2 separate regions of the Salvelinus alpinus genome follow, and region 1 is linked to region 2. A link is a contact called in public Hi-C data. All regions are on one chromosome and are shown on one strand. Each heading gives the region's core, a stretch centred on a gene start, on an enhancer-like site or on the middle of the called end of the contact. The rest is flanking DNA. Distances are from core to core; before and after follow the strand shown. Region 1 holds the start of LOC139539026 (N-myc-interactor-like). Region 2 holds the start of LOC139539021 (cobalamin trafficking protein CblD-like).

What was found. A called contact is a pair of places that touch in the nucleus more often than the background predicts.
Region 1: a contact with region 2 is called in a Hi-C map of red muscle, with 5 times the contacts expected there. The contact joins the promoter of LOC139539026 here to the promoter of LOC139539021 in region 2. A contact is called at or near these places in 2 of 3 Hi-C or Micro-C datasets (muscle and red muscle).

What each region holds. Positions count from the first base shown.
Region 1 is chr14:50,542,521-50,548,686 of SLU_Salpinus.1, reverse strand. LOC139539026 (N-myc-interactor-like) reads left to right here and starts at 4,522. Exons shown (of 10, transcript XM_071341706.1): 1 at 4,522-4,693; 2 at 4,773-4,829; 3 at 4,919-4,984; 4 at 5,067-5,225; 5 at 5,406-5,522; 6 at 5,632-5,791; 7 at 5,939-6,045. The coding sequence starts at 4,788. LOC139539024 (protein mono-ADP-ribosyltransferase PARP14-like) reads right to left here and starts at 4,427. Exons shown (of 26, transcript XM_071341702.1): 1 at 4,234-4,427; 2 at 1,702-1,898; 3 at 1,558-1,579; 4 at 1,124-1,291; 5 at 430-669; 6 at 58-300. The coding sequence starts at 4,405.
Region 2 is chr14:50,297,347-50,303,684 of SLU_Salpinus.1, reverse strand. LOC139539021 (cobalamin trafficking protein CblD-like) reads left to right here and starts at 3,482. Exons shown (of 8, transcript XM_071341698.1): 1 at 3,482-3,653; 2 at 3,955-4,001; 3 at 4,082-4,232; 4 at 4,428-4,648. The coding sequence starts at 3,629.

The DNA.
Region 1 (6,166 bases), core at 3,273-5,772, 240 kb before region 2:
TGTAGGCCTACACACAACATCATTTCTAGAGCATAATGTAATTGAAAAGGGCCCTACCATGACAGTCTTCAAAGGTGATGACCATGCTCTTGCCCTTTGTAACCCAAATCTGGGACCTGATAGCCCCTCCTTTGCTCCTCCTGCTGGAGAAGTAGAGATTCAGGGCCTCCTCCACCCCTCCTTTGATTTGGCTCATGTCCCCCTGGACAAGTACAGAGTCTGTCAGCTCTAAACGGCAAGCCCCAATCTCCATGCCCTGGAACTTCTTTGACAAGCATTTCCTAAGGAAGGACTTTATGTCTGTGGAACATGGATAGTTAGATTGATAGTTAGATTAGTGTTGTATTTCGCTGTTTGGTCATGCAACTTAATTGAATGGTGTAATAGTGATATGGCGTATACATATTTGTGATGTATCTGTGGACCCACCAATGTCCTGTTTGAAGGTGACCACTACTTTTTCTCCATCGTCAAGGGTCTCCCAGACATGTTCAGTGCCTTGGCTGCAGCTGCCGATGTATAGAGAGACAATGTCGCACTTGCAGGTCTCGTTGAACCCAGTCAGGATGAAGCGTCTTTTGTCCAGTTTCCCTTCCACAGCAGTCTCATTGTACACCTGCACAGAAATGCCATACTGATGCTCCTTCTTGGCAAGGACTTTCTCTGCATCTGAGAGGAGGTAGTAGGTACAGTATTTATTGGTGGGTATGAATGATCAAGCAGACTCAAGAAATTCACTCATGTAATGTTCACTTGATGATATAAGTAGATGACATGTCACAATGTCATCACGTCACAATGTCATCACATGTCACAGTGTCACAATGTCAATGTCATCACATGTAACAATGTAAATTATCTGAGATACAAAGACTCACTGAAAAAAAATCAACATATACTTGTTTCAAATAGCAGCTATTGTGTTCTAGTGACTGAGAAGGAATCATTTCCTTATGAGCATAGTTGATCTAATTAGTGCTTATCCTGACAGGTACAAAGTTGAACTGTCCACTGAAAGCAATACAAGTGGTTAACAACTCCCACATACAGTAAATCCACAATATAATATTCACTTGAAGAAAGAACATGTTAATTAGATGAGTCTATGGAAAACACTCCTTACCTGACTGACAGGACAGTTTAAGGACCCAGCTATTCTTTCCATGTCTTGTAATGCTGACCTCTCCTTCTTCTGAAGCAAACTGCTCAAAATACAAGTTAAGGAGCTCCTTTTCACATTCCTTGGTGGTTCTGACAAGTAGTAATTTTATGTCATCATCCGTCACTGAATCTGAAAAATAAACAGACACACAGAATGAACATTACTGTGATTTCCCTATTGATTTAATATCTTATTAAAGATATGTCAATATTTAACTTTTTGATTTTTCCCCCCCCACAGCGGTTTAGATGGTACAATTATTCTCTACACCATGCTAGTTTATTTTGTCAAATAAACTGAAATTAGGAAAACGATTAGAGTTTTAGCAACCAGGAAATTGCGGAGCGAATTCTGCATAGTGCAACTTTAAGTATATTTATGAATATGAGTCTTACCCGCTAGACTCTCTGACACTGGCTGATACATCACAGACAAAGACAGAGAGAAAACACATTAGTAGGTCCAAATGATGTAATGCTGTAATGCTGTATATTGCCAACTCTAACTTGATACAATATAAGCAACACATAAAGAATTACCTTCTCTTCAACGTTAGGTGAAGACTTTCCTAGAGAAGTCAGTTTGTCTTTTGTAGGGCGAGGGAAGACTGGTGGTTTAACTTTCTTCACTTCTGTTTCACCGCCATCTTCCTTCAGTTTCACTTGAAGCTCAACCACCCCAAAAGGGATTTTGAAATCAATTTTATGGCATTTTCTAGCCAACACTTTCTGCAGAGCTGAGGAGGAATTGACAGACCATCATTACATACTTATCTTACAAAGACTTATGTGGCTCCTAAGACACAGGTTACATTACTGAACTAAATTCATTTGGTATTTGGAGCTCTATACCCACCGGGTACACACGTCAATTCAACGTCTATTTCACGTTGGTTCAACGTAACTTCATTGAAATGACGTGGAAACAACATTGATTCAACCAGTGTGTGCCCAGTGGGAGAGTTTCTAACACCATTATCACCATTCAGCACAGCCTACTCACAAGGCTCAGTGTTATATGGCCTATTTATACAACAAATGGGTCTAATCCTGAATGCTGATTGGTTAAAACCGTATTCCAGCCGGTGTCTATTCCACAAGATAACACCAGCTAAATGTGACGTTAAAATGCCTATTTACTCTGTTCCATCTGACTGGGCAATCCAATGTCTCAACCCAGCCAGGCAATTTATAAACTCCACTATAAAAAGCATCTAGACATTATCTCACATTTCTTTTAGACTAACATTTAGTTTTCAACAGCGGAGATTTGTATAAACCTTGATGTCGGTCTACGACATTTGAAACATTGTTTCAATATTTAAATTAGATCTCCAGCTGTCATATAGTAATATAGTAACGTGTCGCAAGTCGGGACGAGACAGACAGGCAGGCAGTGTTTCTCAGCCAGTCGAAATTATGAATCAGCTGGCATAATTTTTATGGATATATACAAAGAAATGTCAATTGAAAAAAGGTCAAATGAAACAAAGTGCAGCTAGTTTGCAGTCTTTCAAGCTACAGTTAGAAGTGATTGTTTTAGCTGTGTTGTTGGCTAGCTCCTCTGAACAACAGTGTCCTGAAGAGTGAGCACGTTTTCTATGCAAGGCGAAATCGCGCCTCATTAGCTCATTGTTATGGATGTATCCAAATAAATGTCATTAGAAAACAGCTTAAACTAATGCAAATGCAGCTACTTTGTTGTTATTCTGGCTAGAAAGGGATAAGAACGTTGGCAGCCATTATGGAAATGGGACATTTAGAACGAACGACTGGGTCGCATCCATAGATACAGAACAAAATCACTGAATGACTGGGTCACGCCTATGGCAACCAAACCGATAGAACAAACAACCAGCCGGCTTGGGTAGCAACCCTAGATTTGTGTCGGGACAATATCTTGTGGAAGGAAGAAATAGTATGAATAAATTCATCCAAATAAGGTTTTTAATTTAAATAAGTCAATCATTATTTCAATATGTTGGTAACCCGTTGTGTAAAAGTGATACTGTCCTCAAATGGTGTTTGGAGAATATATTGGCACGGTTTGCCAGCCCTCGATTTCGTCTCGGGCCTAACAACACCCGTGCCAATATATCCTCCAAACACCGGCTTCTCAGGCATTATCACTTAAATACCATGCTAAGAGCTGTTCTTAAGCACGACGAAACTCGGATTGCTTGGATTACAGCCCTTAGCCGTGGTATATTGACCATATACCACAAACCCCGGACGTGCCTTATTGCTATTATAAACTGGTTACAAACATAATTAGAACATAAAAAATATGTTTTGTCATACCCCCGGTATATGGTCTCATACAGTGGTGTAAAGTACTTAAGTAAAAATACTTTAACTTCTTAAGTTGTTTTTTGGAGGTATCTGTATTTTACTTTACTATTTCTATTTTTGACAACTTTTACTTCACTACATTCCTAATTAAAATAATGTACTTTTTACTCCATACATTTTGCCTGACACCCAAAAGTACTCGTTACATTATGAATGCTTAGCATGACAGGAAAATGATCCAATTCACACAAGAGAACAACCCTGGTCATCCCTACTGCCTCTGATCTGTCCGACTCACTTAACACGTGCTTCGTTTGTAAATTGTCTGAGTGTTGGAGCGTGCCCCTATCTATCCGTAAATTTTTTTAAAAATAAGAAAATGGTGCTTCTGGTTTTCTTAATATAAGGACATTGAAATAATTCATAACTTTACTTTTGTACTTAATTATAAACTGGGTGGTTTGAGCACTGAATACTGATTGGCTGAAAGCCGTGGTATATCAGACCATATACCACGGATATGACAAAACATTTATTTTTACTGCTCTTATTACGTTGGTAACGAATTTATAATAGCAATAAGGCACCTCGGGGGTTTGTGATATATGGCCAATATACCACAGCACTGCGCGTTGCGTCGTGTTTAAGAGCAGCTCTTACCCGTGGTATATTGGACATTTACCACACCTCCTCGGGCCTTATTGCTTAAATAGACCTTTATGGATGTGTGTTTATTCATAGGCCTAAATATTTTGTATTATGACAAATTGGAATAATTACCTGCATCTTCATGGTAAACGAGCAAAGCCTTCCTCTTGTCCCCGGGATAGTCTTGAATTTGTAATGTCTCTCCTCCAGACTTTCTTTTGTTTTTAAAGTGCAAATCCAACTTGGGTCTGATTTTGTCTATGTCGTCTGGCAGACCCTCCAATACCAGCGTTTTTTCAGTCATTATGTTCAGACAGTTGTCGTACTGTCCTACTTCGATTGAAGCAGCATATTTGTATATGTCAATTCTTTCAGCAACTTCGATTTCCTGTTGTAAAACACATATTTTGTTTCCGGTTATTATGGAAAATCACTTGCTATTACATTGCGTTGCTCTCTGTAGTAACTTTCACTTTTGATTTCGACCCCATGTGACTTCGAGGAACTTGAGTAGGTTACAAAAGGTAATCAATTCGTCGTGATATTTGACTGTAGGAAACCGTATCAGTCCGTATTTTCTCAAGCCGATTCGGTAAGTTAACATTACTTGCAACTGACCATGAATGAATCTGTCATATAAAACGTAACATGATCGCAATAATAATTCTTAGACTTTTACGCAGATAATGGGTGACTCTGACGCCGCCAAGCCGCTTGTGAATGGAAAGGTAGCGTAAATTCATGTAGGCCAATTGGACAATAATTTCCATTGACTATTCTTTTTTTCGAAATACATTACATCTCTTTTTATAAATAGATGGATAACGTCGACGATGAAGAACAGAAACTGTCTGTAGCTAAGGAAGAGCTGAAACAATTGACGGTAGGCCTGTTTGCAGAGTTTAGCTATTAATCTGTCAAATTAATGTTTTTTACATAAATATTTATTTCCTATTATTATGCAGAAACAACTTGAGAAGGCAGAGGACGAAAAATCTAGGCTGCAGTTGGCAAAACTGAGCGCAGAAGATTCAAAGAAAGAGGCTTCAAAAGATTTGATAGCCCTTCAACAACAGGGGGAGCGACGTCAGGAGGAGTTCTCTCAAACTGTGAAAGGGATACAGGTAGTCACTTACCTGCCCGTGGCTGAACGCCTTTTAAAATAACATTCACTCAATGCATATTTATATTACATTTACTACTGTAGTTTTATCTGTATAGTCACCCAGATAGATATTGATGCTGTGGTGGATGATTCAAATATGTTTTTCAAATGTAACCACATGCATGGTATTGTTACACAGAATGATATCTCGATGCTTGAGAATGGTAACAAAGATCTGATGGAGAAACTGAAGAAAAGCCAGGCTAAGCTACAGGCTAAGAAGACAGAGTCTGCTACACTTCAGCAGAAGTTTAAGGTAGGTAATGTAACAACAGATGTTAAATATGAAATTCTAATATTTTGAGAGGACTAAAAAGAAAGCAATTCTGGCATGGACAACACTCACACTCTACTGCTGGTTCCAGATCCATGTCCAGATCCCTGAAAAGAAGGTGAAGTTCACCCGTAAGGAGGAGGACAGCGATGACAGCGGTCAACACATCAAGGGGGTGTTCACCATTGCCCAGAGACCATCAGTGCTCCTGAAGGGGGGGCAGGCTCTCATCACTTTTGAGGAGGAGAAAGGTACAGGATGTCCATCTTTGTGGCTTCATAAAGACAGTGCACATTCATCTACATAACTCATCATTATGTTGAATGCGAGTCATTATGTTGAATGTGAGTCATTATCTTGAATGTGTTATATTGGGATTCTCCTTCCCTCTCTCTCAGTGGCTGCCCAGATCCTGAAGATGGCCAAGTGTACTGTGTCCTGTGATAAAGACAAGGTGCATGTGAAGCCCAAAAGCCTTACACTGGACCCCTTTGTCAAGTTTGAGGTACACCATTTTACACAATGAATGTGTCAAGTTAAATTAAGTACCTTGAAAACGTTAAAGATAACCGCCTCCAGCCGATAATGATTTAGTTTACTATGGAGTCTGTTTTCTAGAATAGAGT
Region 2 (6,338 bases), core at 2,233-4,732:
TCCCCTTAAACCACTCAAGTGTTGCTTTAGCAGTACGCTTAGGGTCATTGTCCTGCTGGAAGGTGACCCTCCATCCCAGTCTCAAATCTCCAGAAGACTGAAACAGGTTTCCCCCAAGAATTTCCCTGTATTTAGCACTATCCATCATTCCTTCAATTCTGACCAGTTTCCCAGTCCCTACCGATGAAAAACATCCCCACATCATGATGCTGCCACCACCATGCTTCACTGTGGGGATGGTGTTCCCAGGGGGATGAGAGGTGTTGGGTTTGCGCCAGACATAGTGTTTTCCTTGATGGCCAAGAAGCTCAATTTTAGTCTCATCTGAGTACCTTCTTCCATATGTTTGGGGAGTCTCCCACATGCCTTTGGCAAACACCAATTTTCTTCTTTAAGCAATGGCTTTTTCTGGCCACTCTTCCGTAAAGCCCAGCTCTGTGGAGTGTACAGCTTAAGGTGGTCCTATAAACAGATACTCCAATCTCCGCTGGTGAGCTTTGCAGCTCCTTTAGGGTTACTTTTGGTCTTTTTGTTGCCTCTCTGATTAATTAATGCCCTCCTTGCCTGGTTTCTAGGTTTTGGTGGGCGGCCCTCTCTTGGCAGGTTTGTTGTGGTGCCATTTTCTTTCCATTTATTAATAATGGATTTAATGGTTCTCAGTGGGATGTTCAAAGTTTCTGATATTGTTTTAGAACCCAACCCTGATCTGTACTTCTCCACAACTTTGTCCCTGATCTGTTTGGAGAGCTCCTTGGTCTTCATGGTGCCACTTGCTTGGTGGTGCCCCTTGCTTAGTGGTGTTGCAGACTCTGGGGCTTTTTAGTACAGGTGTATATAAACTGAGATCATGTGACACTTAGATTGCACACAGGTGGACTTTATTTAACTAATTATGTGGCTTCTGAAGGTAATTGGTTGCACCAGATCTTATTTAGGGGCTTCATAGCAAAGGTGGTGAATACATATGCACGCACCACTTTTTTTTAAACTAGTTATTTTTTAAATTTCATGTCACCAATTTGGACTATTTTGTGTATGTCCATTACATGAAATACAAATAAAAATCTATTTATATTACAGGTTGTAATGCAACAAAATAGGAAAAACGGCAAGGGGGATGAATACTTTTGCAAGGCACTGTGCATACACCAACAACAATGTAGCCTACTTTTCATATGTAATCCCATCATAGCATACAAGTATATTTACGCAGTCTCTACGGAAGCACAACAGCATGCACTTTTTTGAAAGACATCTGTTAGTTAGTTAATGTGACCAAAAAGGCACAGAACATCCATGTCACTGTGTTCAGTCTCTAGGAGAGCATGGTGAGTGAATGCCGGTGAATGACGTCATCTCCTCCCAGGTTCAGAACCTCTGTGAGTCACTCAACAGGTGGAGCAGAACCAGAGACCCGTGGATTGAATTAGTCCAAACTAAATATAACCCAAACCCATATAGACTGATGAAAACAAGCTATAATACATTATACTCATACAGCCAGCTTCCTGTGTTTTGGAGGGCTGCTATGTAATATCCTGTTGGCTCAAGGCTGCTGCAGATTGTCCACACCTGGTCTTTTCCAAGACATTGAGAACACTAAAGCCCTTATTCACATATTTCCATTGTATACTGCATATTTGTGTGACAGTGTATTCAATTACATAGTGGGAAATGTTGATTTTATGCAAAGGAGCCTTGGGCTGCTATAACGCACAATCAATCTCAATCAAACGAAATGATCACAGAATTGATACAGGATTACGAATAACAAAACACAAGGTTAATCCCAGCACTAGTTATATCTTAACCTGTCTCATTATATGGTTAGTAAAATGTGCAGCTGGATGGTTGGCTATTTGGTCTGGAAGCTAACAAGATGGAAAATACCAATTATGCTTTGGCAAAGTATTAGGTTAACAAAGGCTGTACATTTTTATTTATACCTTTTTGAAAGAACATACTGACCGTAACGTGAGTAAATTAAGATAGTTGCTTAGCGAATCTCCATATTTGGTGAGAAACGAACGTATTTTGACATTATAACGCTTGCAGAGTTTGAATCGGAGGTTCCGGGGCATTAGATACTGGGGGATGCTGATACTGGGGCAGGTTGCCCTAAAATAAAAACATTTGCATAGCAACAACACAGGACAATTTACCTGTATAAACACATGCACCTTCAGGTACCAAGTTCTCATATGAGCTAAAAGTTAGAGGGGTAGTGTTATACATTGTAAAGGTAAATCAATAATTAGAGTCCCATATGAAACACTTTGGTTCCTACCCTGTCACATTTATTTTTGTCTGAAAACAATCATTAGAATTGCCACTGGCACCAAGAGTAACCATCTGTAGATAAATGCTGGTACTCATGGATAGGCATATGACGACTTCTAGTGGACAAACATGGTTCTGCATGTTTCTCTTATATTTTTATTTGTTTTGCAACCGTGTTGCGTCTCACGGTAGCTATTGATGAAGCAGACATCAAGATAAAGCAGCTGCTTTACAAGTGGGATGCACTGTTGAGCGCTACATCCCGAGGGGTTCGTGTTGAGTGTACGGAGATTGTGACAGCCGGTTAAATGGCGTCCCTAGAGAAGGTAAGAACAAGATGTATGTCAGGAGAAGTGCAGTATTATCATAAGGAGACGTATACTTGGAATACAGAGGATGAATGGGGGGGGGGAAGAGAGGCAGAGGAGGTCTAAGAGAGAGAGAGAGAGAGAGAGAGAGAGAGAGAGAGAGAGAGAGAGAGAGAGAGAGAGAGAGAGAGAATGGAGGAAGAGAATGGAGGAAGAGGGTGAGTTTGAGTCGGTAAAAAATGGCGGGAAAAGGGATATTAGTGTGCAAAGCTGTCATCAAGGCAAAGGGTGGCTACTTTGAAGAATCTCAAATATAAAATATATATTAATTTGTTTAACACCTTTTTTGGTTAGTACATGATTCCATATGTGTTATTTCATAGTGTTAATGTCTTCACTGTTATTCTACAATGTAAATAGTACAAATAAAGAAAAACCCTGGAATGAGTAGGTGTGTCCAAACTTTTTACTGGAACTGCATGTTTCAGTAAAATGTGATTTTTGGCAATTATAGCAATGGATATCAACTGTACTGCAGAGATGGAATGTAAGTCGCAGAAAAGAGGTTGGGGTGGCAGCTGCAGAGAGGTGTTTGGGTGTGTGAGACTTGACGTGGGAGAGTTGCAGGGTGTGTTAAGTGGTGGTGTCCCATCCTTTCAGGTTGTTGGCCTGAAGTAGGACTTAATAGATTAAATAATGGAGTAGGGTTGTGTTTATGTTTTTTTTTGTGAATTAAGTGTTTGATGGTATGGTACTTTATATATTTATTTTTTTATTTTTTTAATATATATTTTTTTAAGCAAAGTATAAGGGAATTATACTCCAGTCTAGCAGGTGGCGGTAATGCAACATTTATTGGATACCAACCGCCGTTAAACTGAATCGAAGAAGAAGAACAGTGTTACGTCAGACTGTTTTTGTCTCTTGTTGGTAACGGCACATGTGCACATCAAAAGCGATGTGACGCAGGCATATTGCAGGCCAGCTATAAAAACAGATTAAAACTATTGAGTTTACCAACGTATTTGATTGATTTATGCATGCAAGAAGGGGATATTCTTCAAGGTATATATTTAAGGTAAAACTTCTGAAGTTACGATTGCCAGAGTCAACTAAGAAAATTCCTCCACCTAGAAGCTAGCTAAGTTAGCAGTAGTTGCAGTACCTCTCACTTTTTTAGTTAACAAAGTAAACGTTCCGTTCTATAGCCCGTTATGTAATGAGGCAGACGGCTATCTAGTTTGACATCATAAATGAGCATAACAAATGGCAGACATACGAGCTAATTTATAAGATATTCATAATTGTGTGTTCAAATAATTAGCAAGCTATGCGTTTAGTTAATGTATTCCTTTTTCTTTTGCAGTTTTACAAGTGGATCACAGAAGAGAGAGGCCCAACAGGATGGCCAGTGTAAGTCAACACACACACACTTAACATGTTTTTTTGTCGTGTGTGTGACCTGATGGGGACGTTCATTCTCTGTTCTCCAGGTGCTCTGTAGTAGAGCCAGGCTGGTGACATACCTGCCAGGGCTTCACGTACTCGTCCGGCGGATCGCTGGACCCAACCAGAGAACATTCTCTGGTGCTGGATCCTCTGGCTCTGATGAGCCTCGATTAGCCATCACACCCCCTGACCTTGGTAAGCACAGACCTCTAATCACAATGATGCTACTGTACTTGCATGAACGTGAACATCTTAAACCAACTGTCTGTTATTCAGAAGGAACGTTAATCAGTTCAATATTTGGGTCAACTTCATGAAAAACATGTATTTTCAGTTCCCAGTGTTTTAGAAAGTGTTCAATTATGTCTCATTGTTATTTGTTTACATCAGGTCACAGGACAGTGTGGCCTGATGAGAACATGGGTCCGTTCGGGCCTCAAGACCAGCGCTTCCAGCTGCCAGGTAACGCAGGCTTCGACAGCCACCTGGAGGGCACAGCAGAACAGAAGATTAGAGGACCAGTCCACCAGACAGTCCCCGATGTGCTGTCTGCCCTCTCCAGCAGCGAGAGGTATGAGTTCCTCCTGGCTCATGTTGTCGGAGAGTTCCAAGTAAGTAAGGTTTGGAATGACAATTGACACACATTTCGTCTAGGGCTGTGACGATGCCATTTTCCATGGCAAAAATGAAAACAAGAAGCAGACAAAAATCTTTGTTCCTATTAAAAACCTGCTGTGTGTAAACTATTGTGTGCTATAGTTTGGAAAATAAGTAAATGAGACTCTGGATGACAACATAATGATGTTTGTTTCCAACATCAGAGCTGTTATTCTGAAGAATTTAAATCCACTTCGTGTTTTGTTTCCTTGACAAAACATGAACATGTATCCAATACTGGTATTGTCCTGGCCCTAGTTTGTTCTGGTGTGTGGAAGTAGGCCTAATGGTGATCTCCAGCGATTTTTATTTGTATTTTATTATTTTATTTATTTTAGTATTTTTTTGTTGTTGCCTATGCCCGTTTTTAAATGTTTTTTTATGTATAATAAATTACTGTGTGTTTATTTAATGAAAATAAAATATTTTATCATTGATTTCCCTCAACCTATTTTGTCCCTTGAAATGCTCAGCCTGATCGTGTGGGCGTTAGGACTGGGTGTGATATCGAATTAATTCCACCAACCTATGTTTTTGCGCAATATTCCATACGCCTGTATCGCAGAATAAAGTGTTTTTGTATTTTTCGTTTTTATGAACTTTGATGTCTGCTTGTTCTCATATTGTCTTTTTGGTCTAGTCTAGTTCGCTCCTTCTGTGCTGTGCACCTTCCCATTTACACCAGAGATCTCTATATAATAAACTAGATGCTCATGTCTCCGCCCTCACAATGGGAGTCATTGTCCCAAAGGCGGGAAGGCAGACGACCAAGCTTAGGTTCAAAATAAGCGCAAGTGAAACTTCTCGTCTCTTTCTCCCATGCCCCTCCCCTTACCACTCACAACAACAAAGATGAGCGGTCACTTCATCCTCGCTATTTGCATTTGAGGTTTGGTCCAACAGAATCTGTCATATAGACACCGAAACACACAGACATTAGTTTAGTGTAATAGAGGAGAAGTTAACCTATCGAACCGTTTCAACTCCTCAAATTTAAAACAATGTACCAATTAACATTCATTCTGGAGAAAAGGAATGTTTGTTGCGATCATTACGATACCACGTATCCATTACGATACCATTACGATACCACGTATCCATTACGATACCATTACGATACCACGTATCCATTACGATACCATTAGATACCACGTATCCATTACGATACCATTACGATACCACGTATCGCTAGCAGCATTTTAGTCAAAGATTTCTCTACTAGCTATTTAGTCTGTGTTTTATAAAAGTGCAATAAGCATAAACCAATTATGTAAGGAGTTGGCAACTCATTCTGAGAAACAAGGTAGGCCACTTGATTCCAACATCTGAGCAAAGTGGACAGGCTAGCCTGCTGTTCAAACAGCTGGGAGACAGACACAAGGTTGTGTTCATAACGATTGTTAGCTGAATTCAGAGCTTGTAAAATTATACCTACGTCTAAGTTGACTAAATATTAGCTGGCTACTCACTAGCACGTGGGCTTGTGCTTGAGAGATTGTTTGTGAGACCAATGTTCATTTTCTATAATGCCTGCTACATTTTTAGTGAATGTGTATTGTGCATGGTTCTGGTAAAAAAAAATAACAAAAGGGGCTTTTTATAGATGGACCTGAAAGCCAGATCAGTGATTATTGTAACAACAAA